Regions from separate parts of the Sus scrofa genome. Here region 1 is linked to region 2. Evidence: chromatin contacts called from public Hi-C data. All regions are on one chromosome and are shown on one strand. The core of a region is the stretch at or near the end of the contact, and the rest is flanking DNA. Distances in the headings are between cores, read along the strand shown.

Evidence for each region. A called contact is a pair of places that touch in the nucleus more often than the background predicts.
Region 1: a Hi-C map of liver shows a contact between it and region 2, with 9 times the contacts expected there. The contact joins the promoter of PHB here to the promoter of SNF8 in region 2. A contact is called at or near these places in 2 of 47 Hi-C or Micro-C datasets (heart right ventricle and liver).

The regions. Positions count from the first base shown.
Region 1 is chr12:25,606,339-25,612,550 of Sscrofa11.1, forward strand. It overlaps PHB (prohibitin), which reads right to left and starts at 3,355. Exons shown (of 7, transcript XM_003131560.6): 1 at 3,274-3,355; 2 at 1,295-1,409. The coding sequence starts at 1,382. LOC106505435 (a long non-coding RNA gene) reads left to right here and starts at 3,586. Exons shown (of 3, transcript XR_002337165.1): 1 at 3,586-3,664.
Region 2 is chr12:25,149,546-25,155,360 of Sscrofa11.1, forward strand. It overlaps SNF8 (vacuolar-sorting protein SNF8), which reads right to left and starts at 3,302. Exons shown (of 8, transcript XM_003358083.4): 1 at 3,147-3,302; 2 at 2,734-2,784. The coding sequence starts at 3,200.

The DNA of each region.
Region 1 (6,212 bases), core at 2,105-4,604, 460 kb after region 2:
TGATTAACCACCTCACTCCCAAACTCGCAAAGCATTTCCAGAAATCACTTCTCAAAACTTTCTAAAACTCACCAAGGTCTTCACTGTTACCACATTCCCTCCGGTTCCAGCCTCACCCAGTGTGCGCAGAAACAGCACCCTCACTCCGGCAACCCTACAACTCAGAAGGCCCCACTCTTTACTTCCAATAGCTTGGTTTCTCTACGGTTTTAAGGGGCTACAGAGCTGTCTTGCTGACTGAGAGAGAAATGAGTGATGGTGATGATGTCTAGCCATGCAGGGCTGGCCAAAAAGATCAGAGTATATCTGCCTTTTTGCACTTTGTGGTCAGTTCAATTATCTTTTTTTTTTTTTTTTTTGCTTTTTAGGGCCATACCCGTGGCATATGGAGGTTCCCAGGCTAGGGGCCTAATTGGAGCTGTAGCTGCCAGCCTACACTACGGCCACAGCAATGGAGGATCTGAGCCGCATCTGCCACCTATACCACAGCTCATGGCAATGACGGATCCTTAACCCACTGAGTGAGGCCAGGGATTGAACCCACATCCTCATGGATTCTAGTTGGGTTCGTTAACCACTGGGCCACAAAGGGGACTCCCTGGTTCGATTGTCTTTACCCTGAAAGTAATCCTCCGTGAGTTGGGTCAGTCCACTGCTGCTTTCCAACAGTGAAAGTTCAAGAACATCAGAGCTGGACGCGGTCTTACACATACACTAGTTCAACACTGTTGCCCGACCATGAGAAAGCTGAGGCCTGGGGAGGGAAAAGTGACTTGCCTAGGGTCACACAAGAAAGTGGATGAAAAACCAGCTTAAAGCCCTGCCACACTGCTGAAAGCTGGGCAATGCATCTCAACGCTATTTTCTCTGGAATGACCCAACCACAGCAGAGCAAAAGCTCCTGTTCAGGACAAGGACAAGGTCACCAAAGGTCTAAAGCCCTTGAGTTATCCCCCACACAGGCAGAAGGGAACAAACGAGATCTCCATTTCAGCTGGCCAGAGAAACCCTGACACTCTGCTGCAGCATCACTGTAAAGAACAAGAGCAACCGGAAACACCAAACTGGGCTGGGAGGCTCTCTGTGAATCTAGGCTCCGAGAGAACCTTACAGCTACAGGGACAGAGGCTCTGATGACAATGCAACTATACGGTGTTAGGATGGTGGCAGGTCAGTCTTTGGTCACAAACACATTCACGGACAGCGGCTGCCCACAGGAGTGTCACATGGGCCAGGCAGACCAACAGACATCTTCTGGCAAAGGGCAGTGGCCCACCACCCTTCAGTGTCTCACCATTATACAAGGCAGAGTTCACCACGCCTCCTGCAACGGCTAAGGCCAGGCCAAACTTGCCGATGGACTCAAACACCTTGGCAGCCATGTCTCCTTCTGCTGGACCCACTCACACCTAGGGGTGAAAATAAAATAAACAAAAGACTAGATCCCAAAATCCCGAGAGAAAGCCCTCTCTGAGACATCACGGGTACTTCTGAAGCTGGCTGTTTATTTCTCCATTCTTTTTTTGTTTTTTTGTTTTTGGTCATTTTAGGGCCACACGTGTGGCGCATGTAAGCTCCCAGGCTAGGAGTCAAATTGGAGCTGTAGTAGCCAGCCTGTGTCACAGGCATACCAGATCTGAGCCTCATCTTTGACCTACAAGGCAGCTTTCCGCAACACCAGATCCTTAACCACTGATCGAGGCCAGGGATCGAACCCTTGTCCTTATGGTTAGTAGGCGGGTTTGTTACCACTGAGCCACAACGGGAACTCCATTATTTCCCCATTCTTGAGAGCTTTGAATCATCCACTGAAGGACATTTCATAAATAACACTCTGCAGCTTTCAAAGGGTATTATCAATCCCTTTGCTTTTCTTTTTTCTGCTGCTTTTTTTCTACCACTTAAGAAAAGGGGCCTGGGGATGTTCCAGCACAACGGGTCAGTGGCATCCCTGCGGTGCCAGGACCAAGGTTCAATCCCTGGCCCAGCACAGTGGGCTAAAGGATCTGGTGTTGCTGCAACTGCGATTTGGGTATGATCCTTGGCCTGGGAACTCTATATGTTGTGGGGCAGCCAAACAGGAAACAAAAAGAAACAAAAGGAAAAAAGGGGGCCTGGGGCAGGTGGTTCAAAATGCAGGAGTTCCTGTCGTGGCTCAGTGGTTAATGAACCTGACTAGTATACATGAAGATGTGGGTTCGATCCCTGGCCTCGCTCAGTGCATTAAGGACCTGGTGTTGCCACAAGCTGTGGTGCAGGTTGCAGATGTGGCTCCGATCCCTCGTTGCTGTGGCTGTGCTATAGGCCGGCAGCTGCAGCTCCAATTCGACCCCTAGCCTGGGAACCTCCACAGGCCTTGGGTGCAGTGCCCTAAAGGAAAAAAAAAAAAGGAAGAGGGCATGGGATTATGGGATTGATACTTGATACTTAGCACCACACCAGACCACCCTCCCCTTTCCTGGAGAGGCAGGCCCCAGGAGAGTCTGTGTGGTTAATTCCTTGGAATTTGGGCTCAGAAAAGAATGTGATTACAACAGCAAAAGAATGACACTAGGCAGTCTTCCTCACATCAACCTCTATGAGGATTACTACAAAGGAGGAAACTGAGGCACACAGAGGTCACAGGAGGAGCCTAAGATCACACAGCTAGCAGTGATGCAACCAGGATTAGAACCTGGAGGTCTCGTTCTAGAAGGCAGAGCTAAACTCCTGACCCTGCTGCTGCTTATCATCCGGGATTGAGAACGACCTGTTGTTACGGAAGCACAGGCTGGATGACATTCTGGGGCCAACACACCACAAGAACCAACTGGGCCAGAAAGGCCCTAAACGGCTGCAAAGCGAGAGGGAGAGGGGCGGGGTGGGCGGGAGCAACGCCGATCTCACTCGAATCCACTCAAGCACTTAACTTTGTCTTGCTCCGCCCCATAGTGGTCATCCACTTCGGCCTCCCCTCCCTCCTCCCCAGATCACAACTTCTGAGACTACCCTGACCTCTCCCCGTGCATTTAAATATTTCTCTACCAGACCTGAATTCCCGGTCCTGACCCCTCAGCCTTTCCATTTCTAACAGCTTCTGGATTATTCCTCACCCTGCCCCCATACACACCTCCTTACTCTAACGCAACCTCCTCCCAGGCTCACCCCCGTTCCCTTCCGACACCAGGTGGACCCACGCACTCGTCCCACCGGCCCAAACTTCAAGGCATGGGAGCTCAGAGGGACCACGGAGACAACCCGTCGGGGGCCGCAACCACCCTGCTCCATTCTCACCTGCTTCCACTCTGACCTCCACATGAATTCCCCAGCCACACATACCGCGCATGCGCCGCGCAGCTCCTCCTCTTCCCCCCAGCTCTCCTTCCAAGATCCGCGTCTTTGATTGGCAGGGACTGGCGCTGTGCGTTCTGGGAAGCGTGGCTTGCGGCGGTACCCTGGTTCCCGGGCTCTTCGCACGGGAACTACAATTCCCAAAAAGCCATGCAGCGGCCGGCCCGAGCTGAAAGCTTTTTCTCTTTGGTGGTACTAAATGCCCAGGGTTGCCGCAAAGCCTTTTGGGGGCTGTAGTTTCTTGGGAGAGAAATGCACGTGCCTGTTCTGAAGCGATCCTAGAGCCCCCGAAGATGGGCCCTAAGGCTCTAGGAAAGAGTGGCTGAGACTGCTGGTAGGTGGCGAGGATGGGCAGAGGAAAGGTTGATCACTTTGGAGAAAGTTGTGAAGTAACCGGTAGGCTGAGAGGTGAAGGGGCTGTCTTCTTTTCTTTCCAAAGAAAGAAGTGTTTTGAGTTGTGGGACATGGATAGCCAGGGAACGTTAGAAACCATCTGGACTAGAAAATGAGGCCCAGATAGAAAGGGATTCATTCAGGGTCTTGCACCAATTTAGCAAAGGGGTTGGGCTTAAAGTTAGGGTCCCATGGGTACTTTTTTTTTTTTTTTTAAAGTCTCTTTGGAGTGGTTGCATGCATCGTACAAAGAACACGTGAAAACCTTACTGAAGGTTCATCTTTTGCTGACAATTTGCTCCATTTGCTTTGTCGCTCTAAAACAACAAAACAGCCAGTTATTTTACCAGTAAATTGGGTTTATTTGGGAACATCACTGAATTGCAATTCTGGACATGCAAACTTTGGCACCCTGCAGGCAAGTGTGCAGAGCAAAAAAGACCTTTTTTTATGTTGGAGAAGGGGGAGCTGGGAGGGGCTGTTATAAACAAAGAGTTAGAGGAAACAATTTGAAGTGTAGTGGCTTTTTATTGGCTGAATTGTGACGGTCTCTTATTGGCTGGGCTGTTGCTGGACGAGGAGAAAAATTTCCTTCCTCCTCCTGGATAGAAAAGTGGTACCCTTCTTCCTGTTGGGGATGCAATGGTAGCTCTTCCTCTTGGGTCTCTAGCTGTTGGTAGGGTGTGAGAGTTCCCTATTCTGGCCTTCCTGGCTCAATGTAAAATGAGCTTTCTCTTTATTAATTTTCACATCTTATAAGTTGTTGCCTCCTCTCCCTCCCTCGCTTCTCTCTCTTTGTATTTTCTAAGAGTAAGGATATCCTCTTATATATCTTTAATAAGTTCCATCTACTCTCTGCATTCCACTTTCCCCCCAGTGATCCAATAGTGAACTTCGTAGCAGTCTACACACACACACACACACGCCCCTGCTCCGTACAGGATGCAGTCCAAGATTAGGTCTTGTGTTTATTTTTCATGTCTCTTTAGTCATCTTTAATTTGTCTTCAACTTTCCTTGCTTTTTATTACATTAAAACAGGGAGGGGAAAAAAAAGAATGTTTCTCATTTTGCATTTGTCTGATGTTTCCTCATCATTAGATTCAGGTTTTGCCTTCTTAGCTGGGCTACTACCCAACTGGTATATGGACACATAATTGTAATGAAACCAGGCCCATTTCTGGATTCTAGTAGGACTGAATTCTTTCAACGTCTTTTCCTTGCATTCCTACCCTCTCTGTCCCCCTTCTTTGCCCCCGCTTGGCATGAATGATCAGAGCTATGGATGGCAGAACTCTTCAGGTGGTATGAGTTTGCCTTACCCGCCCACAGTCTTTTCCACTGCCTACCAGAATGCAAGCTCTATGAGAGCTGAATGTTTAGTCTGCTCTCTCCATTGTTCTATTCCCAGAACATACAACAGTGCTTGGCACACAGTGGACACTCAATAAGTATTTGCTGAATGAATGAATAATGAAGGATGTTGAAGTGGCTGGGTAGGCGGGCTGTGGCCAAGAAACACAAGGCAGGATGCTCTAGAATCCTGCAAAAATAGCCTTTGCATTGTCTGCTTCGACTGTTTTTTTTTTTTTTTTTTTGCTTTTTAGGGCTGCACCCACAGCATATGGAGGTTCCCAAGATAGGGGATCTGAGCCACATCTGTGACCTTCACCACAGGTCACGGCAACGCCGGATCCTTAACCCACTGAGTGAGGCCAGGGATCAAACCCGCAACCTCATGGTTCCTAGTCGGATTCGTTTCCACTGCACCATGACAGGAACTCCACCTGCTTCAGTTCTAATCTCACTAGCAGGAATGCTGAAAATAGGAAAAGAAACTAATTTTTATATGTTCTATAATTTTCCAGTCTTTGTACCTACACCATTCCACTCAAGTATCATTACCACCCATTATCCCTCTACAGATAAGGAAGGTGACGTTCAGAGGTTAAGTGGGCCTGCTTGTGGTCCCTCACCCCTAGTTAGAACCAGACTAGAGCAGAACACACATCTAGGTTTCAGCCCTGTATTTTTTCCCACTTCTCCACCTCGTGTCCTGGGAAGCAAAGGCAGCAAGAAAGCTCACATGACAAGAGGGCATTGTGGGGACCTGAGCTGGTTGTAGGTGGAGAGGTGGGGCGGATAAAGGATAAGGATACAGAGGAAGGTATCTGGGACTGATACAATTGTGCAAAAATTAGGGCAAGAGCAGCCTTGGTGCTTTAGGAGTGGATCCAGTTTATTGCTACCCAGAGCATTTACCCCTTCAGCTCTTCTTCCCACTCGGGTGTGCAGGTTGGAGCCAAGGACAAATACATCTTGCACAGTGACTGTGCACCAGTTGTTTCATAAACACATAATCTTATTTAACCCTGTGTTCATCCTCCCATTTTGGAAATGAAGAAATGGAGATTCAGAGAAGTCAAGCAACTTGCTTACAGTCACACAGTGGATACATGACTGATAGGCCTGATACCATAGCCCATGCTG
Region 2 (5,815 bases), core at 2,052-4,551:
TGTGCCTAGGCTTGGAAGCGCGTTCAGCCTGGATACCTCTGCGGTGAGTCCTGGTTTTGAAATTATTTATTCTGGTAACAAATATTTGTAGATGATATTGAATGAGTCAGTTTTGTGGTATGTGTTTTACAGGATTCAGAGGTAATTTAATCCATACCCTCAAGAAATGTAGGCAATGCCATTTCCTTAACCCACTGAGCAAGGCCGGGGATTGAACCCAAGTCCTCATAGACACTAGTCAGATTTGTTTCCGCTGAGCCACAACGGGAACTCCTGTTCCTCCTGTTCTTTCTTTTTATCCCTGCCTCTCCTTCACAGTTCAGCTATCAGTAGCAGTTGAGATGCTGTATGTTTCCTCAACTCTAAAACACACATTTTTTTTTCATATGTTCCTGTTCTAAAGTCAGGATGCATTTACAACTAATATGCATATCTAATATGGCACTTTCTTTTTTTAAACAAATTTTCTTCTTTTATTTGTTCATGTTCCTCCAGTTTCCTTCAGATATAAGAGACACAGAGCACTGTGTGAGTTTAAGGTGTACAGCATGACTATTTGATTTACAAAGATCATAAAGTGATTATCGTAGTAAGTTTGGCAAACATCCATCGTCTCATATGGATACAAAATTAAAGAAATAGAAAAAAAATTTTTCCTTATGATGAGAGCTCAGTATCTACTCTCTTAACACCTCCCACATAGAACATACAGCAGCCTTAATTATATTTATCTTGCTATGTTTCTTTTCTTATTCCCAGAAAAAATGGTATTAAATTGAAGGTGCACCTAGTAATCAATTTTGCCTTAAAAATGAGGGGATCAGAGTTCCCATCGTGGCTTAGTGGTTAATGAATCCGACTAGCAACCATGAGGTTGTGGGTTCGATCCCTGGCCTCACTCAGTGGGTTAAGGATCTGGCATTGCCTCAAGATTCAGCACAAGTCGAAGATGCAGCTTGGATCTGGCATTGCTGTGGCTGTGATGTAGGCTGGCGGCTATAGCTCCAATTTGACCCCTAGCCTGGGAACCTCCATATGCCACATGGGTAGCCCTAAAAAGACACACACAAAAAGAATCTCTGAGGGAGAGATATGGGTCTACCAGATTACATTCTTTTTTTTTTTTTCCCCCCTGGTCTTTTTAGAGCCACACCCACAGGATATGGAGGTTCCCAGGCTAGGGTAAAATCAGAGCTATAGCCGCTGGCCTATGCCACAGCCACAGCAATGCTGGATCTGAGCCATGTCTGCGACCTACACCACAGCTCACAGCAATGCCGGATCCTTAACCACTGCAAGGCCAGGGATTGGATTGAACCTGCATCCTCATGGATGCTAGTCAGCCTTGCTTCTGCTGAGCTACGATGGGGGGACCTCCCCAGATTAGATTCTAAAGCTAAATACTTTTGGTTTGGGGATACTGTGACTTCCTATTTGTATTACTCCTTTTCTTTCCCTAATTAATAAAGCCTATCTTCAACCCACCCAGAATAACCTCTCCTGGCCCAACATCTCCTCATTCACCACATATTAGAAATTTACACATTATTCTAATCACCATTTCCAATTGATTGCTGCATGTTATCTCCCCATGTGGGTGCTTTTGAAGAGCACAGCCTGTGTCTACCATATCTCCTCAGTTCATGGGCCATTTCCTGGCCTCAGTTCCTCCTTCCACTCTTCACCAGTCAAAATAACTGAGTAAACACAGAGCATATACAGAAAAGGGTAGTGTTATAGAAGTGTGCAGGAGCCACACTCTCAACACTGACACATGCTTCTGCTATGCACCTAGATGTGTTGGTGGTGGTGGGTACCATTGGTTAGGCAATATTTTCCTGTTATCCTTAGGCATTTAAAGTAAAAATTCAGGAGTTCCTTCTGTGGCACAGTGGAACTGCTGTTGTCTCTATAGTGGCCTGGGCCTCTGCAAGGGCACAGGTTTGATCCCCTGCCTGGCACAGTGGGTTAAGGATCACCACACCGTGCCATGCCTGGCACAGTGGTTTAAGCTATGGCCACAGCTGCAGCGTGGGTCCCAGGTGAGTCTCAGATTTGATCCCTGGCCCAGGAACTTCCACATGACAAAGGGTGGCCAAAAAGGAGGCAGGGGAGGGAAAAACTCAAAAGACCTAACTCGACTCCCCACTCCCCAACTTACTACTCATGTAACCTTGGATATAGCACCTAACACTTCGGTGCCCTCAATTCTAAACTGAAAAAGAGAATTCCTTCCTGACAGAATTGTCAGGAGAAAGATAGGACATTTAAAGAAAACGGACAAGTGCCTGGGATGCTACGAGCAGGTAATCACTCAAAGATGTTGGCTCTCACTGTTATTAGCAAGATCTGAGCAGCCTAGAGACTGGGATTTACCTAATACCCTATTTTTATTTTTTTATTATTACCATCATTTATTTTTTGGCCGAACCCAGTGGTATTTGGAAGTTCCCAGGCCAGGGATCAAACCTGAACCACCCAAGCCACAGCAGTAATAACCGCTTAACCGCTAAACCACCAGGGAACTCCAAATACCCTATTTTTAGTTAGATCCAAACAATCCGGTTTATATCAAAAAGGGATGGAAATGCTATAAAACTGGGTTGTGATGATCATCGTATAACTATAAATGTAATAAAATTCATTGAGTTAAAAAATTTTTTTAAAAATTTTAAAGTGTTTTGCCCAGCCTGTGGGGTCTCCCTCGCTGTCTGGACCCTCCAACCCACTCACCTGGGCCAGTTGGTCCTCAGCCAAGACAGTCCCTCGCTCCTTATACTTGGCCTGTCAGACAAAGAAACAAGCATGAGTTCAGAAAGTGGGTGCTGAAGGCTCCCACTTGTACTGTCTCCGCAAAGGTATGAAAAGAGGAGCGTCTCGCAAATGGGTTTTCCTAGGGAGAGGGAGTCAGGAAGTAGAACAGACACGTCTGGAGCCAAATTGCGCGAAGTGAGGGAAAGGGCTGATGGATCTGGGGATGCTGACGTTCCAAGCCACCGGAAGCTAGAGAAACTCAGTTCTCCAGGACCAGAGAAGCCCACGTCAGATGCTACTGGGAGGCGATTTGAGGGTATAGAGCTCTGCTTGGAGAGACTTCTGTCTCCCGCGGGTCAGGTGTGGCTGCGGGCCCGCCTCCTTCCACTCACCTCGGCAAGCTTCTTCTTGGCGATGGCGCCAGCGCCCACCCCGCGGCGGTGCATCCCCGCCGTGGCCCGCAGGCCACCCAGCTGCCGGGACCCCGGGTCTCCGCGTCCCGGGATCCGCCGCCGGCTCCCCCGACGCGGAAGCGCGGGTCGTGCGTCATCTCCGCGCGCCGGAAGCTACGCCCGAACTTCCGGTCGCGGGGGTCGACCTGTCTCACAGTCAGGGGCCCAACAGCCCCGCCCCTCGCTCCCGCAGGGATACGGAAAACTCCTTGTGGCCGGGTGCTCCCCACCTACGTGCACTTTTCGGACCCTCTCGACTTCCTGCGACTGTCCTCTACTGCCACCCTCCGTCTGCTGGCAGTCTGCTGTGTGCCACGCCCTGAGTTGGGCACCGAGGGTTCCAAAATGAGCATAAAACAATCTGTTCTATGCCATTGGAGCCCACCCTGAATCACACTTAGAGCTTGTGACTGGGGAAGGCGTTACAGTTAAAAACTCTATATTGAGTTAGATTACCTCGTTCCGTAGGTCTCTTTCCCTACATACAGTGCAGTCATTTCAGGCATATTCTTTGATCTCTTGTATTCCATTTTCCAGATTGCGAAAGAGTCATACCTATTCAAAATTGTGAGAATTAAGCCAAAAAATATAAAACAAAGCATTTAGTGCAATGCCTGGTACATAAATGAATTTCAGCTATGTTTGTTTCATCAGATCTAGAGATGAATCAGTCATCTGTGTGTTTAGGAAGCTCCATAAGTGACTTCCATAGCATTGTTGAGTCCAACAACAACAAAAAAGGATCTAATGGAGGTTTCTTAAACCAGGGGGTAATAATACCAAGTTTTCGTTATAGAAGAATTAATGGCAATCTAGGCTTCATTTTAAGTCAGTTGTAGCAATCCAATGTAGAAATGATGAGGACCAGAACTAAGATAGTGTAAGGCTAGAGAGAATGGGACAAATTCAAGACGTGTTAAGAAGGTAGAATGGTGAAATTGGTAAAACAAGAGCAGAGCTGATGGGAAAAGTTAGCAGGATGATCAATTTCCTGGCTTGGGCAACACAGTGGTGCGGTTCAGAAAGAGGGTGGGAAGAGACCACAGGATGAAGTCAGGGAAATAATTAAGAGTGGTTTCAAAAATGTTGAAATTGAGGTTTGTGGGACATCACAGGAAAGAATTGTCATTCAATGTACTGGTATGACATTCACAGAGAACTGGGCTGGGCTACAGATCAAGGTGAAATCATGAATGTGAATAAAGTTACCAGAGAAGTTTCAAGAAAAAGGACAAAAAAAAGGCTGGAAGCAGAGATTGGTGGCAGGATACTTAATTGTCACTTGGGCCCTTGACGGATGTTGGAGCAATGAGCCCAATGAATATGGGTCCCTGAGGATTTCATGGAGCAAGCTGTCACACCAGCCCTGGGCTGCCTGCATCTGGATGTTTATGAGAAAGAGAAATAATTGTTTATCTTTCTAAAGATATTTAGCATTGTTATCTTGTGGCAGGGTGGTTTTTGTTTTGTTTTATTTATGGCTGCTTCCAAGGCACATGGAAATTCCTGGCCCAGGGATCAAATCTCAGCCACAGCTGGGACCTATGCCACAGCTGGGGCAACATCAGATCCTTTAACCAACCCACTGCACTGAGCCAGGGATCGAACTCATGCCTCCACAGCTATCCCAGCTACTGCAGTTGGATTATTAACCCACTGCACCACAGCAATAACTCCTTTTTTCTGTTTTTTTGAAACAGAATCTAATGTTGATAGATGCAAGGATCAAGGAACAAAACAATTACTCAGGCTTTCATAGCCATATCTTCAAATTCCCATTAGATACAAACCTACTTTCTCAGACACAGATTTGTCCCCTCCAAAATGTACATTTGACACCCTCTCGTATACACTGACCTTCTCCGTGATACCTACCATGAAAAACACACTAGCCTCCTGTATACACACAGTGACCTCATATCTTCATATTCTTACCACACCACTAACACAAAACTTGATCCATTAGGTACTCAGTGACATGATCTAGATGTACCTGCTTCATTTCTCCCTCTGACTCACACTGTATGACTACTGAAAATACACTGATCGCTCACTCACAATCATGACCTCAGATTTAACTGTTCCTACCTTCAAATGCAAGCAAACATACTCACTCCCTGAGGTGTACACATTGGCCCTCGGTCAACCTTGTTGCCACCCTCAGGCAGACATGTTCATTCCCTTCTTCAGACACTTTTGCTCTCCTCTGTTATTTAAGAGAAAGTCTGCTGACCAGTAAATATTTAACAATCACCTCTCCAGGTCAGTTGGGAGGAAGGTGCTCTGATTTATAGCATTTGCCAATTTCCATGGTGTAAATACTCTGACTATGGGCTTCCAAGCTATCATTTCAAACTATCAGTGGATTTACAACCTGCTCACAAAATTCCTGCAAATTTCACCGCTCTCAGAAGCATGCTGCTCTGACCATCACAGGTCATCTCACTTGGTTTCAGTGGCTAGTGAGTCATGGGCCTTAAGGCAAATTGGCTAAGAGCCTAGGCTTTTAATTCTCTGCCTCATGGAGGCAGTGTTGTGCATGGTTTCCAGCTATTGCGTTATCTCAAGTGATTGTGATGAAGCTTTAAATGAGATCACCCTGATTTTTT